Regions from separate parts of the Macaca mulatta genome. Here region 1 is linked to region 2. Evidence: chromatin contacts called from public Hi-C data. All regions are on one chromosome and are shown on one strand. Each heading gives the region's core, a stretch centred on a gene start, on an enhancer-like site or on the middle of the called end of the contact. The rest is flanking DNA. Distances are from core to core; before and after follow the strand shown.

The links. A called contact is a pair of places that touch in the nucleus more often than the background predicts.
Region 1: a Hi-C map of fetal cortex germinal zone shows a contact between it and region 2, with 4 times the contacts expected there. The contact joins the promoter of PSMF1 here to the promoter of NSFL1C in region 2. A contact is called at or near these places in 2 of 14 Hi-C or Micro-C datasets (cortical neurons and fetal cortex germinal zone).

The regions. Positions count from the first base shown.
Region 1 is chr10:83,017,853-83,021,898 of T2T-MMU8v2.0, forward strand. It overlaps PSMF1 (proteasome inhibitor subunit 1), which reads right to left and starts at 1,264. Exons shown (of 7, transcript XM_001112708.5): 1 at 989-1,264. The coding sequence starts at 1,117.
Region 2 is chr10:82,677,055-82,680,900 of T2T-MMU8v2.0, forward strand. It overlaps NSFL1C (NSFL1 cofactor), which reads left to right and starts at 2,233. Exons shown (of 9, transcript NM_001266663.1): 1 at 2,233-2,444. The coding sequence starts at 2,340.

The sequences.
Region 1 (4,046 bases), core at 14-2,513, 340 kb after region 2:
GGGTGATGGGGTGATCTGTTTCCCATGGCTGGTCTTGGTTCTGAGAGTGAGAGAACAGTGACAGTGAGGGGCACGCATGGAGGCAGGCCCAGTTGTCCCAGCAAGCAGATGTCTAGGATGATGTGGATGTGGGGATGAGGGTCACAGGGAAGAGACAGCAAAGACAGAAGAATGCTAGAGCAAAGAATTAGTGAGGTGGGTTGGGCCCAGCGGTCCTGGAACTCGGTGGGGATGACAACAACGTCCCTAGGTGTAAGAGGTGGAGCCTGGGGATGGGAGTGGAGGGGGCTGGCCCTATGGGGACAGCTATGAGGAGAAAATCTCATATGACTCTCACATCCAGGCTGTATGTGTATACGATTCTAGGGGGGACTGTTTCCTAGAGCTTGAGTTGGGGATGGCAGTAGCGAGTGGACTACGCTGGGCCCTTCAGTAAAGCGTGAAAGGCATGTGAACTCTCTGGGCCCATGCTAAGGGGTGAAAAAAGGGCCGTGGCCTGGGGCTGAGTAGGTCAAAGCTCACTCCCGTACCTGTGCTTGGATCCAGATGTTTGGTGGAGGCTCTAGTGTGGTATGAGGGGGGAACTGAGTCAGTCCCCTCACCCCGAGGCTGGGTGGGAAGGAATTCAGAGGAGATTAGGTGGGTGAGGAGTGCTCTGGGGAGCTAAACTCCTGTCTGGATTCTTTTCCATTCTATGGAATGCTAGGTCCACACAGTCCTGGCCTGAGAGGCTGCCAGGCTGTGTTGAAGCGAGTTTCTGCCCTTGAGTTTACAAATCATGTTGTGCCAGCTGTGCTGTGAGGGACTCTGGGCTGGGTTGGAGCAGGTGAGCAACCTCCGACCCGCAGGTTTTACCAACGCTGTCATGTGCCCCAGGCCCTGCATTGGGAAAGGCGGGGAAATCGGGCGCTCTGGACCAGGCCTCCGGGCCTCTGAGTTTGGACAGAAGACAGTTCCCTCCTCCACCCTGGCCGGCTCCGTGGCGTACCTGGTCACCGACACCCAAGCCGTAGTAGCCGTGTGTCACCATTTCCCAATGCAAGAAGCAGACGAGCGCGTCCTGCGTGCAGGTGATGGCCGGCGCTGCCGATGCGAACAGTACCTCCAGGCCCGCCATGAGCGCCAGCGACTTCGGCGTCTGGAGGAGAGAAGGGGGAGGGGGTAGTGCAGTGAGCCAGCTCCGCGGCCGAGGTAGCTATAACTCCGCTTCACTCCTGCGCTAGCTCTGGCAGAGCCTACACCTGAGACCAAGATGGAGACGCCCGGGGGCGGGGCGGGGCGGGGCCGCCGGAAGTAGCCCCAGGAGCGGGCGCAACTGCGTGAGGCGCGCCGGGCTGGCAACGCGAGCGCAGAACTAAAAGGTTCCGCCAGGGACCGCGCGGGGCGAGACCCCTCAAAGCCGGAACCTGGGTCTTCGCCGCGGCCGACAGGATCGCTTCACGCAAGCACAGCGCCCTCCAAGAGGCCACCTTGCTGAAAGCCAGACTTCCCATGCACAAAATGGGTTATGCTAGGCCGGGGAAGGGGCTGGGAAATGTGGCTAAAATACATTCTTAATAATCGTTAATACGTACGCAGTGCTTACTACCGGCCACATTATTCTGAATGCTTTACTTGTATTCATTTATTTAATCTTCACAACCCAACTCTATGCAGTTGATATTAACGATTAATGTGCCTCATTGCACAGATGAGGAAACTGAGGCACAGAGGGCTAATTTGACCAAGGTGACAACAGCCAGCCGGTGAATGGCTGAGATGGTTACAGGAACCTAGCAGTCTGGCTTCTAAGATAACATTTATTAAGTGTTTATTGTGTGCTACATCCTGTACTAAAACCTTTACATCACCTTCTCAACAACTCTATGATGTACCATTATTATCCCCATTTTGCAGATGACAAAACGGCTGAGAGTTGAAACCATTTTTCCAAGAAGACACAACTGCTGCCGGCAGAGCTGAAGCTCCTGACCCATTACCAAATTTCAATCATTTGTTTGACTACCCCCTTTATGATTTTTACCACCCATTACGTCAACAAGTTTCATGAAATCCACTTATTGTTTTTACCCAAATAAATTTAGTTTCCCCATCCCAGTCACCAACCTGGTCCAAGCTCCTGTCATCTTTCAGTTGGACGCCTGGCATCAGCCTCGGAACTGCCCCATTCCATTCCTGTCTCTCTCTGTACTGCACTTCGCAACCAGAGAGATTCTGTTAGAAAACAGGTCAGATCCGCCGGGTGTGGCGGCTCACGCCTGTAATCCCATCACGTTGGGAGGCCGAGGCAGGTGGATCACTTGAGGTCAGGAGTTTGAGACCAGCCTGGCCAACATGGTGAAACCCTGTCTCTACTAAAAATACAAAAATTAGCTGGGCGTGGTGGCGCACGCCTTTAGTCCCCGGTACTTAGGAGGCTGAGGCGTGAGAATCGATGGAACCCGGGAGGTGCAGGTTGCGATGAGCCAAGATCTCACCATTGCACTTCAGCCTGGGCAACAGAGCGATACTCCGTCTCAAAAAAGAAACAAAAAGAAAAAAGAAAACAAGTCAGATCACATCCCTCGGCTCAAAATCTCACAGGGTTCCCATCACGCTCAATGGAAAAGTAAAGTCCTCCCCGTGGTCTGCAGGAACCTGCATGTGGTCTGCCACCTCCTGCCCCAGCCCTGCCAGTCCTGTACCTCTCTGATTCAATCTCCTTCAACTGTCCTCCCATCCCCTTTATACCTGCAATGACCTTGGCTCCCCTTCTCTCACAGCTACATCTGGTCCAACAGCAAAGCTAGTTGACTCCACTCTCAAAATATATTATGAATCTGACCACTTCCCATCACCTTCACTGCTTCCACCCTGGTCTGATCCTCCAGCATCTAGCTTCCCAACCACTTTCCCTCTTTCATGTGTTCTGTTTAGGCCTTTGCATTCCTCTTCCTGGAATGCTCTTTTCCCAAATATCTACGTGTCTTGCTTCTTCATTTTTAGAGGCTCCATCCCTCACTCCTACCATCCTCAATAGAGGGCTTCCCAGACCATTCCATCCAAATAACCTTCTCCAGTCTTTAACCCCTCTCCTGTTTTTTTTTTTTTTTTTTCCCTGCAAAGCACTAATCATAACTTGAAACTATATTAGGTATTTATTTCTTTGCTTATTTAATGACTGTCTTTCCACTAGACTGTGACAAAGAAACAGGGAGCATGTCTACCTTGTGCACATATGTACCTGAATGCTATCTGGGATCAATCTATACTTATTGAAAGAAAGAATGAATACTGAATGAAGAAATGAATTCTTGTCCTAGCCCCAACCCAATCAGGCCACTCTTATCTCTTTATAGTTCACCACTCCCTTTGTCAGCTGGTCCTGTGCCTCTCCAAATTTTGTGTTCCTAGAGTTTCCTTGAGACACCCAGATTCTTGAACTCCTTCTGCAGAGATTCTGGATGAGAAGGTCTGAGGAAGAGTGCATGTATGTTGACCACATTCTGGACGACACTAAAGCTGATGGCTGTGGAACTCCTCTCTGAGATGTACTGCCTGTGGCATAAAGCTATTTGCCCTTTCTACTGAGAAGTTCTGCACTTTCGGGCTTCCCTGCTTTTGCTTGTTCTGTCCCTTCTGTTGTGATACCCTTATCCAGTTATGGAAAAGTTCTACAGATTCATTCCATCAATAAACTTTGATAGGCTGGGCTGCCATGAACCATAGTGCAGGGTGTCCACTTAAGGTGCCTACTTAGTGGCAGCCCATTCCTAAGTGCCTAGTGTGGGCCAGACACAGATGAACAGGTTCCTGTCCCTATAGGGCTCACTGTCTAGTGTTTAAAAAAAAAAAAAAAAAAAAGCACTGGTCAGGCACGGTGGCTCACGCCTGTAATCCCAGCACTTTGGGAGGCTGAGGCGGGCAGATCACGAGGTCAGGAGTTCAAGACCAGCTTGGCCAACATGGTGAAACCCTGTCTCTACTAAAAATACAAAAATTAGCCAGGCGTGGTGGCAGGCACCTATAATCTCAGCTACTTGGGAGGCTGAGGCAGGAGAATCACT
Region 2 (3,846 bases), core at 983-3,482:
CTTGTGAAAGTCCTTTTCCTGGCTCATCCTGGCTCAAAAAGCTCCCCCACTGAGCAATTTGTGACCCCCACTCCTGCCCACCAGAGAACAACCCCCCTTTGACTGTAATTTTCCTTTGCCTACCCAAATCCTGTAAAACGGCCCCACCCTTATCTCCCTTCACTGACTCTCTTTTTGGACTCAGCCCGCCTGCACCCAGGTGATTAAAAAGCTTTATTGCTCACACAAAGCCTGTTTGGTGGTCTCTTCACATGGATGCCCACGACAGTGGTGTTATGGGAAAGGATGCCCTCAAGGCCTCTAGAGGAGGGATCAGGGACCCTCTGACCAAACAAAGAGCTTTCCCTGATGGCACAACAATGAAGAGGGGGGCGACAATGAGTTTCAATGGCTCCAATACCAGCCAGGGAACTGGACCTTGAGGAGCTGATCACCTGCAGATCTTTAAGCTGGCGTAAGTCATTGTCAGTTTCCAAGGTAGAAAGACCTTGCTGGTTGCCAATCGTGAGGTCCAGAGTGAGCCTCTAGCTTCTTGGATTTCCTGGAAACTTGGGGTGCATTTCGGGTTGACACAGTGATGAAAGGAGTAAGGCCTAGGGACCGGGGCTGGGGCTGGGTGGCCTTGCAATAGAAAGGAGAGTCTCACACCACAAAGAAAGGACCCTCCTCCCATGCCTCCTGCCAGGGCCTAGTGTGCTGCAACCACGCTCCTAACAACCTAACCCAAACCCTAACTCGTTTGTCATATAAACTTAAAGGATTTCTTGAACAGTGTTAATAAGACACCACATTTTCCAGGAAAGCAACTACTGTGTCAATTGAAGGAAGACTGGATTTTGTGCTGTTCATAACCTGATTAAGAGGGGTTTTGACTAAGCCTGGGGACCTTCTCAAGGTCCCCTTGAGAAAGGGACACCTGAACTGAGAGCTGAAGAATGAGCAGGGGCCGACAGAGGAAGAGGAAGGGAAGAGTGTCCCATGGTGGTGTTGGAAATTAAAGCTCGAAGTCGCAAGGAAAACGAGCACTCAAGTAAAAGATTTCTCAGCAAAGCCAATTCACTTCTGCAGAAGGATGCCACTCGCACATCTGGTCTACAAGAAGGCACACCGAACAAAAGAGAGAAGGGGTTTTTATCCCTAATGCGGTTAGTCCCTGCTTCTGTGTCCTGTTCCCATTGGCTGGGGCTGGACTGCACAATCTAAGCTAATCCCTATTGGCTAGTTCAAATGGAGCAGAAACGTGGGCTACAGTGGTAGGGCAACCGGTTTCGGCGGGAAGAAGAGTTTCCATAGCACTGGCAATTGTAGCGAGGGTATCCAAGGGAACAGATGTGGGTTATAGATTAGGACCCGCGGGAAGGTTGTTTACCCTAACTAGGGGTAAGGAGGTACAAAGAACGAGGAAATTAGGCTTTGAAAATAGAGAACAAAGAACAAGTAAGCTGAACAAGCCCACTCTTTGGAGAGGAACTTACTGTACCTAACAGTGGCAAGAAGCAAGAGGCAAGATGGCAAAGAAGCTGAGGACCCAGAAGACAGGTTTGTTCCTGAGAAGGTGGCCTTGGAGCAGAGCCCCAAAGAAAGCGGAGAGAGCGCCTTGCCCATCGGTAAGGGAAAGGTGCTCCAGGCACAGAAGCAGCTAATGCAACGGCCCTGAGGCAAATGCACCATACCTGGCAAGTTCCAGGAACAGCAAGGAGGGCAAGGCGCCTGGAGCAAAGGAAGCTAGCGGATCCCTAGATGAGATGGAGGAACTGGCCCATTTCTCATGGGTCCTGCAGGCAGGCCCTGAGACAGTCTTTCATGCGGGGCGAGATAGCGAGGCATGGACGTGTTGTGAGCGGAGGCCTAGCCTGTTCAAGGTCTGAATTTTTACCCCCAGAGTGTAAGAAGCAAGGGAGCAGGGACTTTGTTTTGCTCCCTGCCATATCCACAGCCCTAGAAAAACATCGGGCCATTGATAGCTCTCAGTAAATGCTTGACAAGTAAGTGAATGAACGAATGCATAAATTAATGAAATGAGGGCTGCGTCAATGAATAACTGGGAATCTGACTCCTGCAGGGATCCTTCAGCCCACAGGTGTATGTAAGACCCGCCCCGCCTCTCATCCTTCGGGCTCCCACCCACGCCGTTAGGCTGCGGTTCGCGCTGCAGTCGCCAGAGGGCGCGGAGCGGCGGGGTTTCCCGCACGGAGCGCTTTGCGTGGGGCACCACGTGGGGCGGGGCTGCGGGCGGGCTCCCACCAGCTGGGCTTCGTCGACCGGCAAGCGGAACGCGGCAGCTGGGCTTGGGCTGCGCGGCGGCCGCCGGAGCGCTTTGGGAAGCGCACTGGTCGAAGATGGCGGCGGAGCGACAGGAGGCGCTGAGGGAGTTCGTGGCGGTGACGGGCGCCGAGGAGGAGCGGGCCCGCTTCTTTCTGGAGTCGGCCGGCTGGGACTTGCAGGTAGCGCCGCGAGGCGGGCTGTGTCGGGTGGGCCGGGGACCGCTGGGAACGGGCGCCTGGTGCCTTAAGCCCGCGGCGGCCGAAGCGCACAGTCATCCCCGCTCTACCGCGGCCCGACCCAGGCCTCATGGTCCCGGGACCGCTTGTCACGCGTCGCCTGCTCGGCTTGGGAGTGGGGGAACGCGGGCCAGCCCCAGCCAGTTCTGCCGTGCCAGTTTCACGCTGCCTCTCCCGCTTGCGGCGTCAGCGACACTTCCGGCACTGCAGCAGCCGGCGAGGAGAGGGAGCGCCTGGGGGCGTGGCTGCCACGCCGAATGTCTGCCGAAGGCCAAGCTGGTCCGAGTGAGCAGCTCTTGGGTGAAGCCCCACTCTGGACTAGGTGGCCGCTCATTTCTACTTCCGAAGTCCAGCCCGGGAGCTGAACCCCGCCCCGCCTTCCTAATTGCTGGGAGAATACCTCTGGGGTGGTGGCGCAAGGTTGGAGCGTCTTCACCTTTCGTAGTTAACTTATCTGTAAAATGGGAGTCTCGTGGAAATTACTGTGTAGTTCATTGGCACGTACTAAGTATAAACTAAATACTCGCTGAGAAGACTTACGCTTCACGAGGCAGGGATTTTTGTACACTGATGAATTCCCAGTGCCTAGAACAATGCCTGGCACATAGTAAGCACTCGGTAATTAACTGTAGAAAGAATTGCATAAATATTCTTGGCCAGCCTCGTCTTAGGTAGATGATAATGATGATGACTAATATTTATTGAGTACTTACTATGAGCCAGGCGCTGTTCTAACTGCTTTACATGTCTTTTGTCATTTAACCTTCGCATTTTGCCACTGAGGTTAAAGAGGTTAAGTAACTTGCTCAAGGCCTCACTAGCTACCAGGCAGAAGAAGTAGAAGTGGAACTCAGTTCTGTATGATTCCAAGCAGACAGAGCCCAGGCTTTAAACCACCATGTGCCAAGCACTTTACGTAATATGATTCGTTTAATCCTAGCAACACTGTGAGGTAAAGACTAGACCCATTTTATGGATGAGGAATTGGAAGCACAGAGGGGAAAGAATTTTCTCAAGGTCACATAGCCAGTAAGTAGTGGGGTTGGAATTTGAACTGGGTCTGCTGCCAAACGTAAATTGCTTCCCAAACATAAGAATTAGGTAAAGCATCACACCTAGATCACACCTAGACACAATGGGAAGCCTCTGTGCTGGGCAGAAATAAAAAGTTTCTACCTGAAAGACATAAAAGCACACAGTGTTGTGACCAACAGATCTTCTGTCTCGTTCCCCTCACATTGTAGTGGGGAAACTGAGACTCATGCATGTGACTTGCCTGGCAGGAACAGGACTTGAAGGTAGGCTCCCTGAGAATGCCAGTTCACTACATGTCCTGAGACAGCAC